Linked DNA regions of Mus musculus: regions 2, 3, 4 and 5 are each linked to region 1. A link is a contact called in public capture Hi-C and promoter capture Hi-C data. All regions are on one chromosome and are shown on one strand. The core of a region is the stretch at or near the end of the contact, and the rest is flanking DNA. Distances in the headings are between cores, read along the strand shown.

Evidence for each region. Promoter capture Hi-C pulls out the DNA fragments that hold promoters and counts their contacts. Capture Hi-C pulls out chosen DNA fragments and counts their contacts.
Region 2: a capture Hi-C map of embryonic stem cells shows a contact between it and region 1, with 7 times the contacts expected there. The contact joins the promoter of Dmbx1 here to the promoter of Cyp4x1 in region 1. A contact is called at or near these places in 2 of 39 promoter capture datasets (hippocampal neurons and pre-B cells) and 1 of 9 other capture datasets (embryonic stem cells).
Region 3: a promoter capture Hi-C map of hippocampal neurons shows a contact between it and region 1, with 5 times the contacts expected there. The contact joins the promoter of Kncn here to the promoter of Cyp4x1 in region 1. A contact is called at or near these places in 3 of 39 promoter capture datasets (the C10 cell line, cranial neural crest and hippocampal neurons).
Region 4: a contact with region 1 is called in a promoter capture Hi-C map of hippocampal neurons, with 2.8 times the contacts expected there. The contact joins the promoter of Mknk1 here to the promoter of Cyp4x1 in region 1. A contact is called at or near these places in 3 of 39 promoter capture datasets (cranial neural crest, hippocampal neurons and stem cell-derived epiblast-like cells).
Region 5: a contact with region 1 is called in a promoter capture Hi-C map of embryonic stem cells, with 5 times the contacts expected there. The contact joins the promoter of Efcab14 here to the promoter of Cyp4x1 in region 1. A contact is called at or near these places in 10 of 39 promoter capture datasets (HPC-7-derived erythroid cells, cranial neural crest, embryonic stem cells and 5 more) and 2 of 115 datasets of contacts at active chromatin or transcription factors (both in embryonic stem cells).

The regions. Positions count from the first base shown.
Region 1 is chr4:115,132,723-115,135,540 of GRCm38.p6, forward strand. Cyp4x1 (cytochrome P450, family 4, subfamily x, polypeptide 1) reads right to left here and starts at 1,357. Exons shown (of 12, transcript NM_001003947.2): 1 at 1,079-1,357. The coding sequence starts at 1,255. Cyp4x1os (cytochrome P450, family 4, subfamily x, polypeptide 1, opposite strand) reads left to right here and starts at 1,110. Exons shown (of 4, transcript NR_131922.1): 1 at 1,110-1,684; 2 at 1,783-1,893; 3 at 2,178-2,242.
Region 2 is chr4:115,938,595-115,941,412 of GRCm38.p6, forward strand. It overlaps Dmbx1 (diencephalon/mesencephalon homeobox 1), which reads right to left and starts at 1,332. Exons shown (of 5, transcript NM_001025567.1): 1 at 1,291-1,332.
Region 3 is chr4:115,882,968-115,885,785 of GRCm38.p6, forward strand. It overlaps Kncn (kinocilin), which reads left to right and starts at 1,433. Exons shown (of 4, transcript NM_001039124.4): 1 at 1,433-1,921. The coding sequence starts at 1,771.
Region 4 is chr4:115,837,850-115,840,667 of GRCm38.p6, forward strand. It overlaps Mknk1 (MAP kinase-interacting serine/threonine kinase 1), which reads left to right and starts at 1,349. Exons shown (of 13, transcript NM_021461.5): 1 at 1,349-1,432.
Region 5 is chr4:115,736,435-115,739,252 of GRCm38.p6, forward strand. It overlaps Efcab14 (EF-hand calcium binding domain 14), which reads left to right and starts at 1,336. Exons shown (of 11, transcript NM_001368627.1): 1 at 1,336-2,406. The coding sequence starts at 2,225.

The sequences.
Region 1 (2,818 bases), core at 107-2,606:
CATCAAACCTAAAATCCAAACTCCCAATCAAAACATTTTAACAAAGAAAAGAGAGAGAATAAAGAGAGAGGGAAAGGAAGAAAGAAAAAAAGAAAGAAAGAAAGAAAGAAAGAAGGGAAGAAAGAAAGAAAGGAAGGAAGGAAGGAAGGAAGAGAGAAAGAAAAGACAAGAGAGCATGGTTTATGTGCATCTGAGTGTATCTGAAGGGACCTCGAGTCACCACATGGCACATGGAAATGATACATGGCAGAGATATAATATAATAATATAATATATATAATATAGTCGAGGAAGCCAAGGAGCAAAATCCCCAGGGCAGACTTTCCAGCCCACCCATTCCTGGAGAGTTTGTGCAGGCGCTTCACAGCTAGTGGTTCTTTCTTCCCCCAGGGATCCTAGGAGGAGGCACACCATCCCTCCAAGCCAGGATTTTCATTTTCTCTTAGTGCTCAAGTCTGTACCTTACTTGGGCCCGTCAGGGAAAAGACTCACTTTCCTTTTGTAGACCTAGGACTTAGCACACACAGCTGCTACTCCCAATGTGTTGACAGAATTTATCAGTCTGGGTAGGAAGTGGATTTGAAAACAGGAGACATGGAACAAGTGATATGGCAAGTGATAGGGCAATCAGTATCCGCAGAGCAATGGGGTGCGGCCCCTCCCGCTTTTACAGGAAGCTTTAAAAAGACATTTTTTTTTTCCTGGCCTGAATGAACCAAGGGGTCAACTATTGCTATCGCTTTTGAACATTTTCTACAACTAAGTATGAGTTAGAGCAACACACTGAGTGTTAAACAATACACGCAGAAGACATACCAAGGCGACTGGAGACTGAGCTGACACCTAGTGCTCTTTTACAATATTCACGTTTCCCAAATAACCTCCCTGTCTAGTAACCCTTCCGCGGGGGAATGCGAGAGTTCCTAGTATTGCAGAGGAGCTGAGAGCCACCCTACCCTCCCCCATCCCCCAGGCTGGAAGTCCTAGAATAGCTCAAAACTGCATGGGAGGGATGGAAGCAGAGGCTAGGCTATTGGCTTCCTCGGCAGCATCCTGCTGCGCCCCTCCCTCCATCTACCTTCTGGTGTCCCAGGAGCCAGTGGGCGGGAGGCCCCGGGAAGGGGCTCAGGTCGCGCAGCAGTCGCTGTCTCCGCAGGTAGAGCTTCATGGCCTGCATCAGCACCAGCGCCAGGCAGAACACCAAAGCCAGGTGCAAGGGCCGCGCCCAACGAGTCTCCAGCCAGGAGGCCTCCATCACTCTGAGCTCGCTTTTCGGCGGGCAGTGGGTGGGTGGAGGATATGGTAGTGGTGGTGGGAAGCTCTTAGCTTTCTCCAGCCCGGAGCTGGCGTGAACCACCCAGCCCCCTCCCCAGTGAGCCCTGGTGTAACTGAGGTGGGGGAGGGGCAGCTCCTGCCTGGGAAGAAGATGCTGGTCCTTCGGGATTTCCAGTCTGCGCTATCCATTCGCTGGTGCACGCTTGGATTCAGGCAGACAGACTTCGTTCGCGGAGTGTCTTATTTTAAGTTTGACAGTTTCCAATCGCGGAAGATCTGAATTTAGACTTTGAAATAATGCTCAGGCTGATGTAATTATTTCTCTTCCTTGTCACGAACGAAAATAAACTGCTATGCGAAATGACCTGCTTTCCCACTCTGGAAATCTATGAGCAGCCACAGGAACTAGGTGGGAGCCGAGGAGGGCATGGCCACCATACATGTGCAGTGTGGCCTGCCAAACTGTGCATGTGAATGTTTTCCCTTGTTCTTCATCCCGATTTCTAGAGTGCACCAAGGTCCACCGTGGCTCCTTTCAAGCTGTGTCAGAGTACCAAACCCCCGAGATGAGAAGAGACAGACAGTGGTGCACCACTACAGAGTATTTCTATTATTCAGGTACAATCAGTCCATTTATTTATGCTAAGGCAGACCTATGGTAGTGCTGGAGTTACAGCCCTGAACAATAGATTAAATCTCAGTTACCAACTCCCTATTTTCTTCCTTGTCAACGTCCCCACTCCTGACTTCTCTGTCCCCATCCCAACCTCTGAAGACAGAATATTTTTTGGTCAGGGAAGCAGTAACCACAGACTCCAGGGGGAAATGGCTTCATCTGGTCCACGTATTGATATTTTACACTTTTTTTTAGTGTTAGTAAGACTTTCACCTTCTTCTTTCAGGTTCTTCCTGTGCGGGGCTCCCTGCCCTATCATGACATGTCTCTCATAGGGAATACACGGTGAAGGTACTGGAGATTGTGAAGTTCCTTGCTCTATCCTCTGGGTTCTGATTGCTCTCAGCCTTGTGTCTTGTCTGCTCTGGTCTCTGGTTCCCTTTGGCTGACTGATAAACAACAGGGTGAGGGGTTGGGATGCTCCTGTGGCTACTGAGCAAATGGCCTAAGCCAGGATAGGAATGCCGAGGGAAGGATCACTTCTCAGTTTTTAACAAATTTTTAGCCATGCAGTGATGGTGCACGCCTTTAGTCCCAGCACTTGGGAGGCAGAGGATAGGTGAATTTCTGAGTTCGAGGCCAGCCTGGTCTACAGAGTGAGTTCTAGGATAGCCAGGGCTACACAGAGAAACCCTGTCTCAAAAACCAAAACAAACAAACAAAAAAAAAAAACAAAAAAAATTTTTTTAAATTGGCAATGATCTTGTATATTTTGCCACTTCAATAAATACAGCCTTACGTGTGTGTGTGTGTGTGTGTGTGTGTGTGTGTGTGTGTGTGTGTGTGTGTATAGTTACAATGATCCTGAAGCTGATCAGGAAATAAATTTCTTCAACTTATGAAATGAATACAGAAATGTTCTTAAAA
Region 2 (2,818 bases), core at 82-2,581, 810 kb after region 1:
GAGCCTAGCCTTGGTTTCTCCGACAAGTCACTACACAACTGCACCACCGAGAGCCCTCAGCCCCCTACCAGGATTTGGTCCCCAGATTGATAGGAATTTGAGGAAGAAGATGTTTTCCCCCTAAGTGCTCTAAAGGCACCGCCCGGGCCTTGGAGGCCCCTGATCAGGGTCTGGGAACTTAAGAAACTTCAGCCAAGATCCAGAAAGGTCCATTAGAGGCCCTAGCTTGTCGCCGTCCAAGATGGGTTATGGCCACCGGAATGAGAGGCCCAGAGAGGAGAGACCCTGGCAGAGCCCTTCATTTTTTGATCCCTGCCTCCCAAACGCCGCCCCAGCCTGAATTCCCTGCTGGAGTTCGCCCGCTCCACGCCAGCTCCACGCCAAAACAGGCCGTGGGAGGCCAAACGAATTCCAGAGAACTAAGGCCGTTGCGGACCAAAAACCCACCTGAAAGATCCTAACCTGAGGTCGTGTCTACGAGGGCAGAGGCAGGCTAAGCGCCAAACCACCCCGGCCAAATAATTCGTGTAAAGTCGCAATCCCAGGAGACAAGGAGCCCTAGGTAGCCAGAAAGGATGAATTCTGAGCTAAATCCCAGTATTGCGGGGTACTCGGGAATAGGGACGCTGGGAGGTGTAGGTGGCCCTGCGGGATCCCGGGCAAGGAACCTGGGCGGAGGACCGCGCCCCCTCTCCAGCCTGGGCCGCGGGCTGCGTGACGCCTCGGGGCGCATCTGCTCTGCATTACCCTGACTACCCACCCCCCACCCGCCGCCCCCTTCCAAACTGAAAAAGGATTTGTCTCCGCTTAATATCCAAACCTTTTTTGTATTTATTTTTTTTCAGGGGCGAAGTAATATCTTCCAAATGAGGCAAAACCGTGACGGATCCGAAGCGTTCTCTGCGGGTGCCTGCGTCTCGCCGGCCGAGGCTTCCGTCTCCGCCTCAGCGCTTTTCTACCCACGACTTGCCCTCCTTTCTGCCTCGGAATTTCTAGTTCTTTCCTTCTGTCGCCCTGGCTTCGTGTCCGACCCTGGGGATCGCTCCGCTCCCTCTTTCTCCCCATGGAGCTCCCTCCTCCTGCCTCGGATCTCGTCTCCCCTAAGGCTTAAGTGTCTGTCGCCTTCCAAGTCTCTCACCCTCTTCAAACTTTCCGATCCGCCCACCGACTCCCAGACTACAGGACCGCAAACGAGGAGAAGGTCCCCGGAGCTGACCGCCCGAGCCCTCCCAGTCCCGCCGGGTCCCAGGCCGCTCCTGGCTGCACCCCGCCAGCCCCGCCCGCTCGCACCTGGTCTCCTTGGCCCGCGCCGCCGCTGCCGCTGCCATCTACGCGCGTCCGGGCTGGAGCTGGAGTTTTAAACCGCGTTTCCCGGGCGCAAGGCGCGGGGCCGCGCGCTCCCTACTGGCCCCTGTGGCTGCCAATCACACGCCACTCTCGCCCCGGCCCCGCCCAGCCCCTCTGGAACATCTACGCAGCTCAAGGCCTAGGCAGCCCGGGTCAAACCTTTAGAGGAACTAGGGACCCCGGCAGCGTCCATCATTTCCCCGAGAATATCGTTCCGTCATTGCTGGCTCTGGATCTTGGGCGGTAAAGCCGCAGGTCAATCCCTACGGAGTTGAGGAGTACTGAGAAACCTTCACCTAGGTCTACCTGGTCTCCCTTGACCTTGGGGTGCTCTGCGATGGCTTAAGGAGGGCTTTGTCTCCCTCCCCAGCTGTCACAACAAGGTTGAACTGGGCAACTGCATGCTTAAGCAACCGCAAGCGCAAGCGCGCGCGCACACACACACACACACACACACACACACAAACACTTCTGGTACCACAACACCCGCACGAACACAACCTGCACTCAGTACTCACCACCCAAGCTCAACCCATACAGGGTGGAACTTCCGACAGCAGGATGCTCTTGGAGAGAGTTGGGAGGCTGAGTCTGCCGAACTCACTTCTTCGTGCACATACAACACACATGCACCTGTCTCTGTCTCCGCGGGAGAGGGAGAGAGAAAGAGAAAGAGAGAGAGAGAGAGAGAGAGAGAGAGAGAGAGAGAGAGAGAGAGAGAGCAATGATTCACAAAGCGGAAAAATCCCTGGATAGGGTTTGAGGTTCTTGTCAGCCTCCTTCTCCTTCCAGGTGCAACTGATTCATAGGAAGAGGTCGTTATGCAGGAGGCTGTGGAACCAGAGAAGGCCTTGTGTGTCTGAGGTGTGTGCCAAGGGGTCAGGTGTCCCCGTTAATGTGGGAACCTTGTAGTGCAAGATTGGCTACTGTGGCCATGACTCTGTGGAAGCCTGGAAGGCTGTGTCTATACGACAGTGGTACCTGGAGAGAAGGGTGTGTGTTCTATGCTTGTGTGGTCAGTACTCTGTGCAAGGTGTCTTTGGCCTCAGTGGCTGGGACTAGAATGTGTTGTGTCTTTGTTACTGGTGCTCATGTAACCACAGTCCATGTGTAACTGTGGGATTTTCTTTGTGTGTTGGTAAAGAAGCCTTGTGTGATTTTTTCGGGTCAAGTGTAATCCAGGTGTCTGGACAGACAGGCAGCTGGATCCTAGTTCTGACATTGCTCAGGTCTACAAGCAAACTCTCTGGCCTAGCTCTGAGGAAGTGGGCTGTTTATTTTCTTGGGGGTTAAGGCATGGCGGAGGTTGCCATACTTAACAGTAGATTTTTAAATCCCAGGCTGAGTTGAGAGGGCCAGAAATGTTGGCCTTGGTGGAACAGAGGGAGCCACCAGCAGATTTAGAGGTTGGACCGATCTTCAACCCAGAGTTAGAGGCAGGGCGCCTGAGGGGAGGGGGAGGAGGCTCCAA
Region 3 (2,818 bases), core at 183-2,682, 750 kb after region 1:
TCCCTAAGGTTTATATAGCCCTTATCCCCACCCCCAGTAAAGAGTTGTTCCACTGAAAGTTGTCTCTGGAGAAGGCGTTAACCCCAACCAAGATCCTGCCTAACCCACCAGCCCCAGGTAAACTTCACTCCTGCCCAGCCCACTGCATGGATACCCAGAGGGGAGAAACAGACCAGGATCCAAAGCAGAGTTCACAGTCTCCAAAGAAAGCAGAACAAAGAAGAGGAGGGAGCCCTTCAGGCGGGATGGCAGAACAGCCCAGGCATGGTCAGGAAGGCTGCACAGGAATGGCTGTCCATGTAGGTCTTGAGGGACAAGGAGAGGTTTACTAGACAGCAAGCACCAGGCAAATGCTCAGCAGGGAGAAGGAAAAAAGAGCTTGAGGAAGGAGAAGCAGTGGAGAGAGGGGATTGTGAGGCTGATGGAGACCGAAGGCCTGGTAGTGAGAAATGAGCAATGGAAGGGAGGCCTGGGGATTCAGTGCAGGGTAATGTGGCTTTGAGAAGTGTCCCCAGGTTAGAGAAGGGAACAGGTCTGTGCTGGAGGACTGGGAATACCCTGATCCATATAGATTCAGGGAATGCAATTATTGATGAGGGTTGGAGCTAGGCTCTAGGAAAGAGGGATGGGAATCAGGACTGGACTTGTTTGTGCTACTACTGCTCAGGCTTAGTTGGGTTGGTCCTCCAAACAGGATGACCATGTCAGCCAGGCTGGCTAGAGGTCCTCAAGCTAAAAGGTCCCTACCATGTCCCAGTTTCATGACACTTCTTGCCCAGTCCCTCTGTCCAGCCCTACCCTACCCAGCTGGCTCTTCCCAGCCAGGAATTGCCAGGGTTTAGCCTTTCCTCCTACTAGAAGCTTAAATGGGGTGGTACCAATGCCTACCTGAGATAAATGGGATGTCTTAAGATCAAGGCTTAGGTTAAGAGCTCTCAGCCTTACCTAGGCCCAGCAGCTGACAGAACAGTTGGAGAAGCATGGGAGGCACCGGGAAGAGTAGACCTGGAGGACTACCCCTCCTTCCATGTTTCCAAGCAGGGCCCCAGGTGCACCGCTACGCCAAGGGGCAGAGACCAGCAGGGTCAGCCTTGAGCATGTGACTGGGGAGTCTCCTCACATCCTTACCCTCTGAGCTTCATACGAAGCCATAAGCCCAGCCTTCCTGCTCAGGAACCAACAGTGGAACCTAGGCTGCCTGCCCACTGGACCCTGGGGATGCAAACAGAAGCTCATATTGCAGGCTCATGAATAACTCATCACCTGCTTGCTGCCTGTACCTCCGAGAAACCTGTTTCCTAGGCCTGCCCCTGACCCCCGCCTTGCATTTCTTTAAACTTTAATAGGCCCAGGCTCCAAGGCAACTGAGCAGGGTCGACAGAGCTGGCAAAGTTGAGCAAGAGAACTTGGGCCCAGCTCCCTGAGATCCTAGGTGACAGCTGACAGAGGAGGACCCCATGAGGCAGACCCACGTCACTAGAACCCTGGCCAAAGTGGAAATGTGGCCAGGCAGGAACCCCCAAAGTGGTTTCTGGCCGCAGAGCCCTTCACAAAAGGAAGAGTAAACTGGGGTGTTGAGGTCAAGCTAGGCCTCCGGGCCCCTGGAAAACTGTGGGATAAGGTTGCAGATAAATCCCAGGCCCAGACCGGCCTAAAGACTTACAGCCCAAAAGTTTCCACCCTGGGTGTGGCGTCCCAACAAGGAAGCATCCATCCAAGAAGTCCAAGACTCCCAGGAGGCCTGGAAGCAGCGCCCCAGGGTAGACCTGCATGGACATCCCCATCAGCACCAGAGACTTCCGCTGCCTGCAGCTGGCCTGTGTGGCCCTCGGCCTGGTGGCCGGCAGCATCATCATCGGTGTCTCCGTGTCCAAGGCTGCTGCTGCTGTGGGTGGTATCTTCCTTGGTGCTGCTGGGCTTGGTGAGCAAACACAAGCTGAGGCAGAGGGAGGGGATTTTTCTGGGAAGCAGGGGTCTGGTGAGGTGAATAAGAGGTGAAGGGCTTGGCTGGTCAGTGGTTGGAGAGAATGAAAGCCTAAGAAGTTATAAACAGTGCAGCCTCGGCGTGCAGGAAGGAGAGCTGGCTGCGGGCTGGTTGAGTGAGTGTGCTGGGAGGGCAAGGGAAGACGGGTTGGTGTCCAACACCTTTACCTGGTGGGATCTTGCGTTTGTAGCAGGATTCATCAACCTAGATGGAATGGGGTGATAGAGTCCTGTAAAACAAGACAGCTCAGACAAGACTCTCCTCCATTGAGTCAACAGCAAGCAGCTGTCTGTCTGTCTGTCTGTCTGTCTGTCTGTCTGTCTGTCCTGGTCAGGCCCATTGATGTAGAATGCCACCTCTCACCCTACGTCCCTGTCCCAGGAGAGCCTGAAGCTCCATATCTTTAAACACTGAATGCCAGGAGCATTCAATCTGGGAGGACAGCAGGGCAGGTCCCCTCCCTGTGGCTTCCTGACCATCAGGTTTGAGTGGAGAGGAGCAGCAGTGGAGCCTAGAAGGCCACACTAGAGGTCTTGGAAGAGAGAGAGCTGGAGATGGAAGGGGAGGGGGCAGTGGGATTGGTGTTACCTGGCCCAGTTCTAGCCAAGGATGGTAAGTGACCAATCTGCTTTACCTGAGCAGAGCCTAGAGCCAAGAGCCTGCAAACCTGTGGCCTGCATAGCATGTAGCTCCTTCCCCAGATAGGTACTGAATCCCCATCCAGAGCTGAGTGCTGGGGAGACACACATACACACACACACACACACACACGCGCGCGCACACACCTCCAATTTGCACCCCCACAGTCCCTGATCCTTTGTTTCTGTGCCTCCT
Region 4 (2,818 bases), core at 99-2,598, 710 kb after region 1:
GAGGAAGGTCTGAGTTCTACATGGTTTGCCCTCCTTCCTGGGAGCACCCTAGAGCCTTTATCCAATGTTAATTAACCATCATGGTTGCCATGGGGAGGTGGGTAGTAATTTTGAGAATCTGGATCCCAATCTATGCTTGAGTGACCCTGGACTGGTTGGCTATCAAGGGTTGGGGAATAGACTAGAAAGGGCAGTGAAGACACGAAGTTTGGTGGGCCTGGAAGGTTATAAGTTGAAAGAGATTGCAATATCCAGCCTTTGAAGGGGACTCAAATTTGGAAAGGAAGTAAATACAAATGCTTGGGAAAAAGACGTCCCTTTCCAGTCTTCATCTAGATTTGAAATCTAGCAAAGTCTTGAATACTTCCACTTCCTTCCCTCATATAGTTGAACACATAGGCCAGAAGAGGGAATAAATGTGTTTTAGAGGAGTGATGGGAAACGGAGATGCTCTTTAAGCCCCTTACTCTCCAGACCCTAACAACAATACTGAATGGGATAGGGAAGTTTACTTCACCACACAAAAGAAAACTGCGTCAGAACCTGAACTGAAACCAAGCACCCCGTCTTCCCGTCTCAGGCATCTGCAGCCTGTGGAAGTGAGGCAAGGAGGCTGGTTGGGGTACTACTCTAATTAGTACACAGAGGGGAGAGGGGGAGAGGGGGGAGGGGGGAGGGGGAGAGAAGAGAGAGAGAGAGAGAGAGAGAGAGAGAGAGAGAGAGAGAGAGAGAGAGAGCAGAGAGGAGAGAGAGCAGAGAGGAGAGAGAAAAAGAAATAGATCTTTAAGAACATTTGTTTTAGCTGTTGTTTTAGCTGCTGTAGTGGCACACACCTTTAATACTAGCACTCAGAAGGCAGAGGCAGGTAGATCTCTTTAAGTTTGAGGCCAGCCAGGGTTACATAGTGAGACTATTTAGAAAAACAACAATTTAAAAAATTTAATTACCGGAAGTAATGAACTTCTGTATACGCAGACCTTTATAGAAATTTTACAGTCATGCCCGGTGGTGTGCGTCTGTAATCAGAGAACTCTGGAGACTGAGTCAGAAGAAAAACGAGTTTGAAGTCAAGTCTGGAGTATACAAAAGGCCTTGTCTCAAAAATAAACTTTACTTAACAGAGCTGCCCTCAGGTTTACAAGAACTCCGTTCTGGCTCGCAGAAGTAACTATTTGCACCTGCAGCGTCTTCCACTTTCCGCTTGTAAAAGAAACCCGCAACAACCAGAGGACGCTCTGATATGCCACGCCTGCGCAGTGAACTGGCCTTGCTTCTCGCCACGTGTGGCCCTCGGGGCGCAGGCGTGACTCCTCCCCCTCACGCCTCCTTCTGCTCGGGCCCTCCCCCTGAGTTTAGCTCCGCCTCTTCCGCGTTCTCGACGGAGACCTGCAGGTGGGGGTGCTCGCGGCCGTTCCCGCGGTGGTCAACTAAGGTAAAAGTGAGCCAGCGAGGAGTCCCTCGGCGGGGAAACGGGGCCGGGGTCTGGGGTGCGGCGCTGCAGTCGCCCGGGAGGGGCAGACAGGGCCTTCTGAGCAGCTCGAGGTTAAGACCCGGTTCTTCTGCGGAGGAGCAGCCGAAGGGGACATCCTTTTAGAACTGTCCTCAAAGCTGCTTCCCTGCCCAGACCGCAGCGCATAAGATCCTCTTTCGGACTCTCAGCCCGTGCTTATGGACAGGCTTGGGTTGTGACAGGTCCGGAGCCGGTGGGTACGGGCTGTCGAGGAGGAGCTCAGCCTATAAGGAGTTTGAGCCTCAGACCAAACAAGGATACACTCAAGACTGACAGGGCTCAAGACAGTTCACTGGCATGAGCACATTATAAAATATGTGTACTTCGTTGTGTTAAATTGGCGGTTTCCACTTATTTTGCAATATAGTATACAAATGATTCTGCCACACTTTTTTCAACAGAGAGGTGGGAGTGTGGGTAGGATGCAGTCTCTTTCCTATAGCTGTAGGACTGTGGACCATCAGAAGCTAGGTAAGAGGGTGGGAGTGCTTGACTTTGGGGGTGAGCTATGCTTTCCCCTCTCCTAGGAAGCATCCTAGAACAACTCATTTTTCTCTCTTAGAGCTTTTTAAAACGAATATAATAATGTCACTGTGAGGGTTAAGTATGCTTATATGTAAATTGCCCACATGCAATGGTACTGATACATACGATTGTGATTTCCAGGAAAGAGTGTTTTGATCTGGCATATTTCAGGGAGGCCCTGGGGGGAGAAGCTGATGTAACCTGAGCCTTGGAGCCTCTGGGATTTACACGTGGAATTGACCTTGCAGTATGAGGAGGGAGCTCAAACTTGTTGACCACAGGCCTTGTGCCAAGAACCAGCTGAGTGGTTGATGTATAATGTTTCCCTGGATCCCCAGCCATCAGAGAGCTGCTGCCCACTGTCCCTAGCTTCGGGCCTTCTAAAGGGCCTGGGCTGGAAGTACTGTGAAGAATAGACACGGAGTCAGGATTGTGTATAGAAGTGAACTAGCAAAATAAATAAATAAATAAAATAAAAAACAAAAAACAAACAAACAAACAAACAAAAAAAACAAGCTGGGCGTGGTGGCACATGCCTTTAATCCCAGCATTCAGGAGGCAGAGGCAGGCAGATTTCTGAGTTCGAGGCCAGTCTGGTCTACAGAGTGAGTTCCAGGACAGCCAGGGCTACACAGAGAAACCCTGTCTCGAAAACCAAAAAAAAAGTGAACTAGCCAGGAAGTTTGGAGCCCCTTCGGAGCATCTGTTCCCACCTCAGTGTTCCTCTTTCTATAATCCAGGGTCTTTGGCTTGCATAGGAGTGTCATTTCTCTAGTGCAGATT
Region 5 (2,818 bases), core at 86-2,585, 600 kb after region 1:
TGTCTATATGAGGGCCTTGGAGCTCCTGGAACTGGAGTTACAGACAGTTGTGAGCTGCCATGCAGATGCTAGTAATTGAACCCAGGTCCTCTGGAAGAGCAGTCAGTGCTCTCTTAATCCCTGAGCCATCTCTGCAGCCCCTAGAGTCATCTTCTATAAACTGAAAATTCAGAGTATGTTCCTCAATGGTTTTTCAAACTCCTTCTACAAAACCCTGCAAGGTTTACTTCCTGATGTTTCTGTAACTTCATTTCCTATCACTTTTTTTTTTCCAAACCAGGTCTTTCTGAGCACTCCTTCATGATACCATTTTACTTACTCTCTGGCTTCCTAAGGATCTATGCCCAAAAATCCCTTCATCAAAGACAACAGGCATGCCTCACCCTATCTTATTTGGGTTTCCTTCATAATATGCATCCACTTCTAAAGTGTAATATGTGTGCCTATTGTTGCTTTCATGCTCAAATACAAGCTGGAGCAGATGAGCAGATAAAATAGAGGAAGCCCAATTGAATTTAAATTTCAGATAAACAATGAATTATTTTTCAATATGAAGTTGTCATAGATATTGGAGGGCTCTTATAATTTAAAAAAAAAATAGCTAAACCAGGTGTGAGGATGCATGCCATTAATCCCAGAACTCAGGACCAAGGCAGGCAGATCTTTGCGAGTTCAAGAACAGCCTGGTCTACATAGCTAGCTCTAGGGCAGCCAGGACTACATAGAAAGCCTCTGTCCAACTCCCTCCCCCCTCCCCAAAAATCACTGTTTATCTGGTATTGGAAATTTACTAGTGTTCAGTATTTTATTTGCTAAATCTGGCAACTCTATACAGAAAGGAAAACACATTGGTTATTGTGTTTATGGCAGCATCCCCAGAGCTAGAATAGTCTCGATATTTCACCACCAGTAAATATTTATTGGATGGATGGGTGGGTGGGTGGATAGATGGATAGATGGGTGGAGGGATGGATGGAAGGACGGATGAATTATTCAACTGGGCCATTAAAACAATGAGCCTAAAGAACCTAAGAGTAAGAGGGATGGAGTCTTTCAAGAACTTTTCAGAAGGTGGAGCCTCGGGTGCCAGTCCCCGCCCCTGCTTCTCAGCAAGCAAAACTCTGCCTCCGCTGTAAGTTGATGCGGTCAGCCGCGGTCCGACAGGGGCGGGGCCTACTAACTGTGGCTCCAGACCCAGCACGAGCCAGAGCCGCGGCCCCTTTAACGTTCCACCTCCCCAGCACCACACGCGCCCTCCTGCGTGACGTCACCAAGGGGCGCCCAATGGGGGCGCGGCTTACTGGCAAGCCTTGCCCGGGGCCGCTGCCAAAGGGGAAGTGAGCTAAGACTGGAGCTATGGCCCGGGTCTGGAGCCTGCGGCGGCCGCCACCGCCAGCACATCCAGAGAAGTCGCGACCGAAGCAGGGGCCGGAGACGCGGCTGGACTGGCCGCGGCGCGTGTGAGTTGCGGAAGTCGCTGGTGGCGGAACACTTCAGGCTGGCGGAGCGGTGGTCACCCCTCATCACTGCGCCCCCTCCAGGCCCTAGCAGCAGGGCTCCCGCTCCTCTCGCGCGGGTCTCTACAAACTCAGGACAGAAGCCACGGGAAGGTGATCATCCCGAATCCTGGTGGGCGTCCCGGCCTGGGAGTTTTCTAGGCGCCCAGGCAGTGTTGGCGCTCTCCTGTCACCACCTCTCCAGTTAAGGATCAGCGAGTTCCCACTGCCTGCTCTGCAAAGTCTCCTCTCCTCCCATTCAAAAACAAGTTTATTTTCCTTCTGCATTGGGAATCTTGTCCCAGAGATCTAAAGTACCTTAGTTTTGTGTATCTTTCTCCCGCTTTCTGGAGCACTCCTAGAAATATTGGTTGCCTACACGACTTAGAATCTCGTGCTTGACTTAGCGGGTTGTTTTGTTTCGTTTTCCTTTTGACAGGTAATAGTTGTTTCAGAAATTTATCCATTTAGATCTCCAGTTCCTTGGCCATCTCTATGTAACTTCCCCCACCCCCCATCCCCCATCCACCTGAGTCCAATTTTCTCTGGGCTCTATTCTCCAGCCCTCAGTAGATCTGGTCAGTCCCACCTCTGGGTGGGAGTGATCAGGGGGCTCAGGCCCAGGATTTCCAACCCTGGAAGGCAGCTCCAAGTCAGCGAGAGAGTTGGGTGTTGGCTACGAACCTGGCAGCTCAGGAGTGGGCCCGCCACTCACCCCCCACAAAAAGATGAAAAAGCGCAAAGAGCTCAATGCGTTGATCGGCCTGGCTGGTGACCATCGGAGAAAGAAGACCAAGCAAGGCTCAGGCAGCCACCGCCTGCTTCGCACTGAGCCTCCTGACTCAGACTCAGAGTCCAGCACAGACGAAGAGGAATTTGGAGCAATTGGAAATCGCTCTCGTTTTGTCAAGTGAGTGTAGCAGTGGGGAGGGCTGAAATGGGCAAAAGGCATCTTGCACTACTACCAGCCGGGCAAATGGATGAGAAGGAGAGGGGAGTCCCTTGGAAGAAAAAGGGAAGTAGGCCTTGGAAAACAGGGAGAAAGGATGTTGGACAGGGCAAGTTCTAACTCTTAATAAAGAGTAAGCAGTCACTCTAATGTCTAACAAGAGCTTCAAATCTAGGGTGGAAGTGTGGACTTGGGGAATGGGCTCATAGCCCAAGAAGGAATTAAAAAGGTTACTCATGGAGACAGAGGAGCAGAGAGGCTCTTGGGGCTAGGCATTTTTAAAAAGTAGGTCAAGGGACCTTAAGACCAATACTCGTTTTGTGTTTCTTAACCAGCTTAGATATTGGTGATAGGAGAATATGGTGAAGGGCTT